Regions from separate parts of the Mus musculus genome. Here region 2 is linked to region 1. A link is a contact called in public promoter capture Hi-C data. All regions are on one chromosome and are shown on one strand. The core of a region is the stretch at or near the end of the contact, and the rest is flanking DNA. Distances in the headings are between cores, read along the strand shown. Region 1 overlaps Map1b (microtubule-associated protein 1B). Region 2 has its middle 33 kb from the start of Gm24471.

Region 1 (6,500 bases), core at 1,908-4,407:
CTCTGACTCCATTAGGGACTCTCGGGGAGGGGACTGCTTCTGCAAACCTTGCTTTGGCTTGCTTCTGTGACTCCTACAGAGCACAGTTAATGACAATAGTCATACCAGGTCTCACACTGTCGGATGCTCTGGGTGCTCACATCAAAGATATGATGAAGAAACAGCCATTCCTTTATTGGTTAATGTCAGCTTCATTCTTGTCTTAGAAGATCTCAAAGTCTTTGTTCCGAGGAGGCCACTGATGGAAGGGCGACTTGATCCAGTATAGATTTGTGTGATCTTTCACTGTGTCATCTGCTTATTTGAATTGTGTTTACTTTAGCTTTAAGTGTGCATGGATGTCAAAGAGGAAAACAGCCAAAAGGCAAATTTTACATTAATTACAAAACATAGCATTCATGATAAATGAACTGTGTCTTCCATGGTTTGGCATCTTTTTCCTAAGCCTCGGGTCTTTGCCTGCTCAAGCAGTTAACACTGTTCTTATTTGGAGTGTCTTCCTGACTGGTCTTTTGCAGTAGAACATTTCATGTTTCTATTTAATTTTTGCTTTGCTGTGTATAGGTGCTGTGCCTCGCCTGACCACCCGGTATTCTCTGCTGACATCTTGCTTCTTTAAGCCCATCTGTTGTTTTTAGTCTGTTGGTCTTTCCCCTAACTCTTCTTCAGCATCTGATGACAGTTTTGCCAAAGCCAAGTTCTGATAACTAGCTAGCATCATCAGAAGTGGTTAAATCCAGAAGGGATCTAGAGCTGGGCAGCCTGGGACCAGACCCTGGCCTGACCTGACCCTGTTGTGGCGTCCTGAGCTACTCGATGTCCTCTGTCAACTCTTTGTCTTCAGTAGTGAGCCATGGTCATGGTACCTCGTGTGAGAGCACTTCAGGGGATTCAGTGAAACTGTATGGGTCTCAGAACAGGGCGTGGCACCAGCATTGTTTAGTTTGGGCTGCTCCTCTGCCTTCCTAAAGTTGACTGGTAAATGTTACTGTAAGGAAAAGCAGGGATGATCAATAATGGTGACATGAGTAGAATGTCTCTAAGCAGCTGTTTCTAGTTTCTGTGATCCTTGATAATACAAAGGGGAAATCTCCAGCTGAGTCGAGCCTGGAACCGCCTCCTTTCTAATGGCTTTCCTGGGATAGCGTATATACATATACCACACACGCACGCAAAGTATTTTCTTCAGGGCTTACTTGTCTGTCTCATTGATCCTTCATCTTGTGATAAAATACATATAAAGAAAAATTGGCCATTTTAACTATTTTTTTTAAATCTACAACTCAGGAGTGATCAATATGTCTACAAGGTTGTATATGTCATCACTTACATTTTCAAAATGTTTTCATTACCCCAAACATGGGATAGTACCCATTAAGCAATAGCTCCCCAATTCCCCCTCCTTTAGCCTTTGGTAATTGCTATTTTAAATTTACTTATTCTGGGTATTTCATGGGCATAAAGTACTATTTTATGTATCCATTTGTGTTCAGCTTTTTTTTCCCCCTTATGTTCTAGTTCATCTTTGTAACATTAGCAGAGCTTGATTTTTTTTTTTTTCTATTTCTGACTAGTATTCCGTTGTGGGTAGACCACATCTAACCCAGACACTTGGGTTATTTTATCTTTTGGCTATTAAAATAATGCTGTAATTAACATTAGCACAGAAATATTTGCTCAGGTTCCTACTTTCAACTTGCACCAACCAATTAAATGGCAGTTCATACAGGATTCTGTTTTAGCTTTTCCAAGAACCCTAGATCTACTTTCCTTCTGTTTTTCTCTGTTGGTATCTCCCTCAGAAGCTCCTGTTTCTTCCAGTCTTCCAGGCTTCATTGTACTTCCAAACAGCAGGCGTGCTTTCCCTCCCAACCACGTGGCTTCCTCCCACATTTCCGAGGGAACGCCCCTCTCTGTCCGTTGTTTGCTGGTAAAGCATACATCAGCGACTCTGGCTACATTCACTGGATGGCTTTCATCTCCTTGTCAAGGCAGGGTAATGTTTGTAGAAGGCAATCCATAGGTCTCTGCTGACCTAAGCCTGAGGCTGACCAGCACAGGATGGTGCTGTAAGGAGTGGGAGATATCAAGAGCCCTGCAGAGCATCCTTAAACTCCCTCATCCCAAACCACACCTTACTTTAGTTCTCCCTCAGTTTTGTCTTGTGGGGCAGTTTGGCCACCCTGTCCTGGGGGAGGGTAGCCTTCCACTTCTCTTTTGCCCACTGTTTCTTCACTTTCCTACAAGCAAGTGAATTAATTAGTGAATACCCCAACAGACCGTAAGCCTGCCTCAGACAGCCATTCTGGCTGCTGGGTTAATTGTTAGTCGGGTTTCTGGCCGTCATTCACTTCACAATGAGGCTCCTAATTAATCTCCGCGCCGTTCTCACCAGAAGAAAGGACGTTAGGGAGAAACATCCCCAATTACCATGAGAAAGGAAATGTCAAGAGCTCCACTGAGTTTTCCTGGCACCCCTCCCTGGTCTCTGATGAAAACCCGGCCATTGGGTCAGGAGGCTGCCTAGCCATCGACCATGAAAGACCCAGTGTAAAAGCCTGGGGGCCCCAGGCTACCCCAGCTCCAGTTGAGCCTGTTGTGTGCACACCCTCGTGCTCAGTAGCATCCACTGTGTTTCCCAGCTTCCAGGGCCACATCTGAGTTGGAAATTTCTCTGCTGTCCCAGAAGTAGGCGAGCCGCTTTCATCTGGAAGAGCTAAAGGTCTCTTCTTTGTGTATTTTTTTTGTGCCTTCAGGACAAAAGATTCTTCATCACCGAAGTGACGTCTTAGAAACAGTCGTTCTGATCAACCCTTCAGATGAAGCCGTCAGCACTGAGGTGAGTATTTCAGTTCTGGGAGGTCTTAGAGCCTCCAAGGATGGGGACTTGGCTGATCAAAGGGGCTAGATAGGTGGGGGAGTTGGAGAGAGATGTACAAGGGGTAAGTCCCAGGTCCTAGGCTTCCTCGATGCCCAGAGCCTGCTTCTCTGCATCTAGTATCATAGCACCAGCTCACCAGAAGCCTCTTTCAATTAAGGACACAAGCGAACAGTGCCAGCTGGAAGCATGTTTGTTGAGGGGTGTAGAATGGGGGGTATGCACTGGGTATGTTGTTGCCAGGATGCAGAGCAAGAATGTAGCAGAGGAAATAGACGGCAAGCTCCAGGCTGGCACATACAGGGATGGAACTCAGAGACGACGAGCATCCCAATAGCATCCCTGTTCAGAGAGATCCAGGCCAGCACTAGCTACCCTTGGAAGGCAGGCCAGCCTCAGAAACATGGTCTCTAGCCCAGGTCAAATCACCTGGTTTCATCATCCAAGGTCGGTCAAGTTATCTTACTGCTTCGGTTTGCCCCTCCCTGTGAAGGAGATCATAATAGCCCCTGAATTTAATGCTCCTATGTAATGCTCTCTGAAGTGCTCAGGGCTTAGAAGAAGTGTGGCACATAGTGACTAAGATGTACATGCTGGCTCCTGCTGCTGTATCATTAGCATCACATGAGAATACTTACTACTAGAGAGAGTAATTGGCAATTTCAGGACCCACCCTGACATAAGAATTTGGAGGAAGCCAAGAGAATCTCTGGTCCCCTCAGGCCAAGCGTTGATAGAGCTCCTCTTCCACCTCCTCTGAGATAGAGTTGCTTCCTGAGCATTAAGGACCAAAGGCCCTGGCAACATCCTAGCCTAGGCTGTGTGTGTCTTCTGCCGGTGTCTTAGCAACTCTGACTATTCAGGTTTTCAAATTGGGATGTAATTCATGAACCATAGACTCATTCACTGAAAGTGTGTAGTTTTGTGGGTGTTTTTTTTTTAAGAATTATTATAAAAATGAGCAGTTTAACTCCAAAACATGCCTGTCACTCCCCAAAATTTCCTAAACCCATTAGCAGTTATCCCACTGCCCCTTAGCTTCTGACAATCCCTATTTTCTCTCTCCAGATTTTTTCCTGTCTTAGACATTTCATACAAATGGCATCATACAACATGTGGCCTCTTTTGTGGAGCTTAACTTAGCTTAGTGGCGTCATGATCTAGTCCAAGTGTAGCACGTTGGTCCCGCACTCCTTTCGACCATTGTGTGGCATCCTTTTGTAGACATCTGATAACTCATTTCTTAGTTTCTGCCACTTTCGTTGCTTTCGGTTTGGGGCTATCGTAATCGGGCCTGTTTTGACCTACTTCTGCGTGCAAAAGCTCTGACAATCCAATTAGGCATGAAGTCACAGAAAACCCAGGGGCACTTTCTGTCACCCAGAAGCCGGAGGGCTAGTATGTACCCAGGTAGACTGCCTAGCTGTGAAACAGGAGTTTTGTTTTGTTTTTTGTTTTTTGGTTGTTTTTTGTTTGTTTAAAAGCTTTTGTTGGAAGTATCAAGCTACTTTGTGGGCCACATGAGCCTGAGACAACTGCTTAGGTATGCATGCTTTTCTATGAGTGTGGCCTGTGGGGTTCATGGGCAGGGGTCATGGCCTGTTTAGTTTTGAATTTTCCCTGGTGCAGAACATGATGCAGGGCACGTAGTGTGTGCTAAACATTCATGAACTGAATTCAGAACCTTGGTTCAGAGGGTAGTGCTCCCGCAGAGGACAACTGGCCCCCCTCCCCCACCTCCCTGCCAGCAAAGGTTCTTTTGCGTAAGTTATTTTCAATTCAGTTTCTCAGATCGCCACTCAAGGGTCGCCTTTTCTTCTGTCCCCTGTCCCGTCAAGCTTCTTGATGCAAACGCTGCAGTCTGCATTTGTCATGGTGTGCTTGCTCTGGAAGGACTGCAAGAAAGGAATCCTGGGTAGGAACTTGAGGCCTGCTTGGAAACATGTCTTTTCTGAAGCTAGCTGGGTGACCTGGATTGGCATAGCCACAAGTCTCACCTGGCCTCATAGGCTGCAGGCTGCAGGCTGCTAGTAGATTCTTTATAACAGCTGTGGAACAAATGCTTGCCAGCTGTGAAGACCACTTTGAAAAGAGGAGGAGACTCAGGGAGAAAGTCAATAATACCCTGCTGTTTTGGGTTGAAGTAAAACTCTCAACACGGGATTCACTGGCACACTAATAACCACGATGATTAATTTTAGGAATAACTTACAGGCAGGGCTCTGTCCAGCACTCCCTGCCCCCACTCTCAGCTGAAGTAATTAGACACTCGGAATGAACGCGTTTGGTTGGCAGTAAGCTTCAGGCACAGTCATAGTGCCTGGGACTTGGGGGCGGGGAAGGGGACAGCTCGCTCTTACTCCGCACCCTCCCTTACTCTGTGCCTTCGCTGTGTTTCAGGTGCGTTTGATGATCACTGACGCTGCCCGCCATAAACTGCTGGTGCTCACCGGACAGTGCTTTGAGAACACTGGCGAGCTCATCCTGCAGTCTGGCTCTTTCTCCTTCCAGAACTTCATAGAGATTTTCACAGATCAAGAGGTGGGTTCCGGGCATCGTGTCTGGGCTATTGCTTGGATGTGTGGGGGAAGGTAGTAGGAGGGGCCTCTTTGAAATAAGCAAAACTATGGCCCAAAATTGCTTAGGCCTGGGATTGATCACTATTACGATCGATGGATGAGTGCAACCTCGGCCATTGTGCTGGAGGAGACGTCGGTGGGCACTGTGAGTGCATTTGGAATGGTCGTCATTAACGGATGGCAGAAGTGCTAGCGACACTAGAACCGACCGAACTCCAGGAGAAACACAGCTTTCCTGCTTTCTCAGAGATTTTTCCACAGATCTCTTGGACTTCAGCAGGATGAGAAGCTGGGGTGGGGTCCGGCCGGAGTGGACTGAGAGATGCACTTCCGGGAGCTACTGCAGTCAGAGCTGTCTCCCTGAGATGGCAGGCTTGGTGTGTCGTGTACTGGGAAGGACCATGTGTCTCCCAGCCTTCAGTCGTCCTCAGCCCCACGCTTCACAGAGAGGTCTCATGGCTTGGCCTCTCACAAACTGTCCGGCTTCATTCGGTTTCACCTAGAGGCCTTAGGAAAACCCTGGAGAGATGACACACCAGTTTTCCCTCTCCGCACGGAGACATAGGTCAGGGAGACAGCATGGAAGTGTGAAAAGGGACATTTCTATTCAGTGTGTGGAGCCCCAGTTTGTTCAGAGGGTGTGAGGTCATCTATATCTGGAGGCACATAGCACCAGCTCACCAGAGTGAGAAAGATCCCTGGCTGGCAAGTGGCTCCTTGCTCGGAGGCCTCTGTGCACACTCACAGCTAGCCTGTCTTCCCACTTTAAGGTGGAAGCTTTGCCTGTGTCTTTCTCTAGAGCTGGGCTTCCTCCACCCCCAGGGCTAAGCCAAATGCCCTGCTGTATCACAGCCACATTGCTCAATTGCCCTGAAATGCCAGGGAAAGAGCTATGATTTACCCTGGTGGGACTGCTGGGAAACTGTTGAATAGTCAATCAAATACCAGTTATTTTTCAAAATCTGTTCTTAGATCATGTGCTATAACAGGTACTTGGGCTTTTGTCTGGCATTCCAGATGTCAGCATCTTGTCCAAGGGATGG
Region 2 (6,500 bases), core at 2,954-5,453, 280 kb before region 1:
TAAACAACCTGAGCCAGGGAGGTGACTCAGTGGATGAAATGCTTTCACACAAGCATAGAGACCTGAGTCCAGTTCCTTACCCTCCTCCCTCATGAAAAGAAAGCAAAACAGAATAGAATCACTGCATAGAAAGCGGTGTGCAATGATACTGGTTTGTAATCCCAGTTCTGGGGAAGCAAAGATAGACCCCAGGGGCGTGATGGTTGCTCTCTAACCTCTCTATGCAGTTCCTGTGCACACACACACACAGGCATACATATAGATACATGCACCACACACACACACACACACACACACACACACACACACACACACATACACACACACACACACACCACACACACCACTTAAAAATAAGACAAAAGGATGAAGATAAGGAAACAGACTCAGTTTACTTAGCTTGCCCAAACTTAAAACTAGTGGTACATCTGTTTTTTTTTCTTCATAGCATTTATGTAAGAATTATAGGAACCACTGATGAGTGTGATTTCTAATTATGAAAAACACCCATAAACACTTATATTACTCCTTAATTTTTAATATAAAAATAGATTTATTTGAGATCAAAGTTCTGAATTCTAAGTTATTTTTATTTTATTTTATTCACTATACATTATTACACTGCTGCTAAATGTGGAGAACCGTGTTCAGTGCTAGAGAGGGACATGAAACTTGCTTTCATCGAAACCACAACTACAGACATCAGGTTGAACCAGGCATCCAAGGGATGGGAGCCCAGGGTAGGGAATAAACTTAGTCTGGCATTCCTAACCCTGGCCTCAGTTGACCAGCCCCAGGGACTCTGATTTGTGGAGGGAGAGAGAAGGGCCCAGGCAGTGCCGTTTTTATTGTAAAGCTCTTGGGTGTCCTTAACGGGCACCAGGGCCGAGAAGTGCTGATGTAAACCACGGAAGACACCTCCCCGAGGAGCTAACACTGAAGCTGGAGCTGCCAGAGTTTGAAGATGGTGTTTTCTAACTGCAGCTGACAGCCTTGCCAGGTGGACGCTTCTCTCTTCTGATAGGGAGGGCTGGAGACCACCCTCCAGAGAGGCCTCCGGGTGGGCTGTACCTCTTGAGAGAAATTTGGCCAGACTGCAAGCCTGCCCACCCCACCTGCACATGCATGCCCACCTCACCTATACATGCATGCCCACCCCACCTGCACATCCATGCCCACCCCACCTGCACATGCATGCCCACCCCACCTGCACATGCATGCCCAGCATCACCTGAGCAAAGGCTTTCTTAGAGAATTGTTATGGAGCAGCAATCAAGTGAGACATGGATTGTAACTCCTCAGAGGGTGTGTGTGTGTGTGTGTGTGTGTGTGTGTGAAGGTAGATATTAGGGGGTCTAAGGACCCAGGGCCTCCTACATTCTAGGCCAATGCTCTACCACTGAGCTATATCCTCAGCTGAAGAAGGCATTTTTGGTAGCAGGGTTTTCCCATTTCCCATCAGAATGCTGTGGGGAGGGAGGGGCTTCATCCCAGATGTGCTGTCTCACGCAACTCCCCCTTTCATATCTTACAGCCAGGCCACAAAGATACAACTCTGAGAAACCTAGTCTCCAACTGTTCATCTAATTTCCATGTGCAGTATGAACTATGAGGTGTTATTGCCCAGCTGTGAGAAGCTGGAAAAGTTGGTTAAACTCTGAGCTTCAGGGTCTTCACATAGAGAATGGGGATAACAATATACTTCAAGGCGGAGGCAGAGGGATCTCTGAGTTTGAGTCCAGCCTGGTCTACAGAGTGGGTTCCAAGACAGCCAGGACCACACAAAGAAACCTTGTCTCAGGAAAAAGAGGGAGAGAGAGAGAGAGAGAGAGAGAGAGAGAGAGAGAGAGAGAGAGATGAGAGGAGTCTCTTGGATGTGGTGTATGTGAGGTGAAGGCTCTTGTCCATCATAGAAGTCAGTTCTGCCAAGATAACTCTGAACTTGTGAAGTGACATCACATCCAGGCCAGGCTGAAGGATGTGTCTTTAGGACGGAGGCGTAGAGGGCTTCACAGTGCTGACCCCCTAGGTGACAAACACTGTCTTGTCCCTAGCAGTACCTGAAAGAGGTAGTCCTCCCTTATGGAGGGGCATCTATTCATGGGGCAAGACTAGACACCAACTGCCTGACTTACACTGGACAGGAAGAAGTTGAGCATGCCTGCGTATCTGCACCAGTTTGCCAGTTTGGTGTGTATGTCTGCAGCTGAAGGTGAAGAGAATCTAGAAGTGTCACACAGGTTCTCTTTTCCTCTGCAGTGAGTCATCATCAGCTGGAGTGAAACACTCTATCCTTCTCCATCCACCCTGCATTGGACTGGGGACCTTGAGTTTCAGAGTTGAAAGTATGTTAAAGATCGTCCAGAGATCATTTACAGCAGGGGCAACAGACTCAGACAGGGAGAATGGTGTGCCAAAGAGGCAGAGAAAGACCACAGCAGGGCTTCTGGTTCCTGGGCCCTTGCTGGTTTCCTATCTGGTTGTCCTGTCTGTTTCCAGGTCTGGCTCTTGTGCACAGTGGCCCATCCCAAGCAACACTTGGCTCAGCCTTACCAGTTTGTGTGGGTGCTGGGGATCCAAACTCAGTCCTCCTCATGTTGGAGTGGAAATTGTGTTTTACTCAGTGATCTATCTCTCTAGCCCTGAAAATCTTTAAATGCAACCAAATCTAGTATCAGATTCTAAGGCTGGAGCCTTCTGAGGTGAGCAAGCTCTGCAGGCTGGGTTTACCTGCTGTCCTGTTCCCTCCTTGTGTTCCAGCCCCAACACAGGACTGTCTGCTTTACAGAGGAACAAGTCCGTGCTAAGCAGTGAAGTCTCACAAGCCAGGGGACTTGGAGCTCATGTTCTAGGGTTTGCAAACATGCTGCTTATGACAAGTAAGGGATGCGCTTTTTAGTTTCCACTGATTGAAATTCTGATACTTTGGGCATTAAATGAATGACTAAGTTGTGTTTCTTCAGTTGACTTTTTAATTAGTCAGACATTTGCTAAGCACATGATTTTGACAGTTGCTGAAAAATTTCATGATCTGAATGAATGCAGACACCATAGAAATCAGCATCTGCTACTGATGCAAACCCGAGTATGCCTGTCATCTGGACCAGACTCCACAGTAAGGGACAGACACCCCAATGGCCATGGCTTACAGACAAGTGTGTGTCTCTCACTTAAGGCCTGGAGGCAGATAGTTCAGGGTTAACTTCCTAAAGTTCTCTGTCACTCCCCAGGTATGGTCCTCAACTTCCTGTGCCCAGAAGCTGACCGGAAGGCTACCTGTCATCTCTGCTGGACTGCAGGATGCAAGGAAGGATGAAAGTGGGGTATGGTAAGATGGAAGAGCAGCCGAATTTCAGGGTTTCCCCGCAAACATTTCCAAAAGAAACTCCTGTTCTCATTCTAATTTTTGGGCAAGACTCATGCCACCCTGACCTGTAACAAAGGCTGGAACACAGAGTCTATTCCAGACAGCCATGTGCCTGCCAAAGATCAGGGTTCTGTTGTTGATATAAAAAGAGAAGAATGAGTTCTAGAGGCTTCCATAGAATGTCCTTGTAGGATAATTTTTATTAATCTTTCATTCTCTGAAGTAGCATTTAAGGAGACCTAAAGCTATTGAGTATATGGGAGGCACAGAGATCAGGGAAATAAGAGAAGGAGGAGTTAACAATGGAGATTCTGGAACGAACACTGCGTTGCTGATTGAAGCAAGTGCTCATGTATTCTCATCCCTGGGATGAGTTATCTAGGAAAATTGTTTATTAATTAAAGAGGATAATGTTGTTGAGTAAAACTGAGCACTGTCTGACCTTAGATCCTGTTGGGGGAAGTGGAGGGAATGATGGCAAAAATATTAAGAAAATAAAACAGAAGGATTATGGAAATATCTGGGACTGGGTAGTCAAGGTATATCAAAGACTAAGCATACTTAGCACAGAAGCATGAAAATGTGGGGAAAGGAAAGCTAAGGTGACGGTAGGGTTTAGAAAACACTCTTACGTCACTTTGATTCTAATTTGTGCAGCTGTGGACAGGTCGATTTAAATAATAGATGATGACGATTGAAGTATATTATCAATAATGAAAGCAGTTCTCTTCAGTCTTAAGAGCAGGCTGCACAGCATTTTGGTCTCAGCTCCACGCACAATGCAGAAAACACAGACAGTTTCGCAGCTGCTAGGATACTCCAGCCCTGTGTCCAGAGAGGGACGCTTTTAGCAGACAGAATCAGTGCAGCTCGCTTGTGGGAAATTTCGATTTCTCTGCAAGTGATTTACATGGGAGCCCCAGCTTGAAGCCATAGCTCATATCTCTGTTGCTCTGGAGATGGCTTCTCTGTTGGAAAGGCAATTACGACCTGCAGGAGAAGCCTGCCTACCATTAGTCTCCAGTTTTGAATGTTGACAGGTGGAGATGGAGGTGGGGGCAGGGGTGATTAATAAAAGGCTTTGTCTTCCTCGTCTCTGGAAAGAGAAGGATTTATGCGTTACAATTTCCTGGTCTCCAAAGATATTTGTGTATTTGGATTTTGTTTTTGTTTTGTTTTGTTTTCTTGAACATTTTAAGCATTTGTTGGCGAGTAGAATACGAATCTTTTGTGCTTAGTGATTTTGGTTTTGTTGCATTCATAGGGACAAAGAAGTGTGTAAGACTGCCTCTTGATTTCCTAAGCCAGGGATTAGATGCCTAGGGAGAGCGTTATAATAATTTCTAGCCCCTGGATCTCTGGATGGCATATTGACCTCTATTGCACAGTTCTTGCCATGCTATGTTTATAGAGGAATAGGCTTAGATCCAACAGTGGCTGGTGAACCTTGGTGCCTGCCACCAGAGAGGACTGGTGGCGATGTCCTTGAGTTGGCATTCCCTTCACCTAATGTAGCACAACCGTAGCTGCAAATCAGATCACTGCTCAGCTAAACAAATGTGTGTTTTTCCAGTGACTTATTCTCTGTAAAGCTTGCCATAGCCCAGGGGCTTGTGTATTCAAATCAGTGGTTGGAGCTGAAACCTGCCAGTGTTTCCCCCTAATTGACTTGGGTGTGGGGACCCTTGATCCCTTCCCTTTCAATCCTCACCTTATAGTCAGGACTAAAAGGCTATAATTATTTGAAGTAGCTGAAATTTGAGTGACCTAGATAATTATCTCAGCAAGATGGGCTTAAAGTTTATTGACACAAATGCCAGTTTCATTAAAGGTTTGGTACAAAAGGCAAGTCCTGGAGACAGCTGGTTGACCGAGGTGCATTGACAATGAACAGCACCGAAGGCATAGGAATCACCAGGGACTTTGAGGTAATTACCGTCATTTCCATAATACAGTTAGCAGAGGATTATGGGAGACCAGAAAAGCCTTTGGAGTTATCATACTTTGCCCAAATGGAGGCTAAGCTGTCTAGAGTAAGACTTCTTCCAGAACCCCCTTCTCAGAGTGAACCCCACAGCACCCTGGCTCAGACTGCAACCAGGCACACAGTCAATCAAAGGGGGGAAAGTTGGCAAGTTAAAACAAATCAAAATTATACTGTCCCCTAAGCTGGAGGTAACCAAAGACAAGACCATGACAATGGTAACATTTGGGTTAGGAAGCCGGGCAAGGTATACACTTGTTTTTCCAGATACTCAGAGAGGCTGAGGCAGGAGGATCATACGTTGGAGGCTAGCCTTAGCAACTTAGGGAGACCCCATCTCAAAAAAAAAAAATTAAGATTAAAAAAACAAGGGCTGAGGATTTGGCTTGGTGATAGAGGGAAGACAAGGATGGATTCAGTCTTCAGAATTATCAAAAACAAGCAAGCAGGCAAGCAAGCAATAAAGAAGAAACTGCATAGATGTTTGTTTTTAAACCTTTATGCATCTTTCATATCTGTACGGCTGACTGGCTAGCACTGTGCTATACAAAGATAAAAACAAAATTTTAACCAGTATCATGTGAACCCAAATACATACAGCTGAGAGCCCAACAGGATCTTTTTGTGTTCATTAGGTATCGTGAAATAGTAAGAATTCCACATGTAGAGTAACTGCCAATCACGGGTTTCCATGAGTTTGCCAGGTGTGACATCGTCGCCAATCACGGGTTTCCATGCGATTGCCAGGTGTGACTTCGTACTGCTGGTAAACCAAGCTTCTCTGGAGTGTAAGCTGGCGCAGGCGCCTGCAGTAATCACACCCTATGCTCAGTGGTTTGCACAATGCACGTCTGTGGCCTCTTGCCTTCTCGGGTTAGGAATTCAGGCATGACTTCACTTGGAGCTGTGTCTCAAGGTTTCCCACGAGGCTGTCACGAGTGTGGCACCCAGAGCTGAAGTCACACCAGAATATAACACTCCCTGCCTTACATGTTTCCGTCCCCTCCTCTGTCACCGTGACCTTTGCAGGTAGCAGGCCCTTGTCAAGAGCAAATGGGGGTTTTGACTTCCATACACAGAAGCATCAGGGTTGGTGGCAGAGGGGGAGTGAAGGAGGCTGCTGTCCCGTGGAGTTCCGGTTCGTGGGAA

The links. Capture Hi-C pulls out chosen DNA fragments and counts their contacts.
Region 2: a promoter capture Hi-C map of pancreatic islet shows a contact between it and region 1. The contact joins two enhancer-like sites. A contact is called at or near these places in 1 of 484 Hi-C or Micro-C datasets (nephron progenitors), 1 of 115 datasets of contacts at active chromatin or transcription factors (embryonic forebrain) and 3 of 9 other capture datasets (adipose tissue, embryonic stem cells and pancreatic islet).

Annotation. Positions count from the first base shown.
Region 1 is chr13:99,440,553-99,447,052 of GRCm38.p6, reverse strand. Map1b (microtubule-associated protein 1B) reads left to right here. Exons shown (of 7, transcript NM_008634.2): 3 at 2,757-2,839; 4 at 5,279-5,419. Among named protein-coding and RNA genes, the nearest start is that of 6430562O15Rik, 31 kb to the right of the region's middle. Within about 2 kb of position 3,157, at least 91 of the 459 cell types and tissues checked have an H3K27ac peak or open chromatin away from gene starts, as enhancers often do. A contact at or near this core is called in embryonic forebrain and pancreatic islet, where this site is marked.
Region 2 is chr13:99,722,219-99,728,718 of GRCm38.p6, reverse strand. No RefSeq gene overlaps it. Among named protein-coding and RNA genes, the nearest start is that of Gm24471, 33 kb to the right of the region's middle. Within about 2 kb of position 4,203, at least 12 of the 459 cell types and tissues checked have an H3K27ac peak or open chromatin away from gene starts, as enhancers often do. A contact at or near this core is called in embryonic forebrain and pancreatic islet, where this site is marked.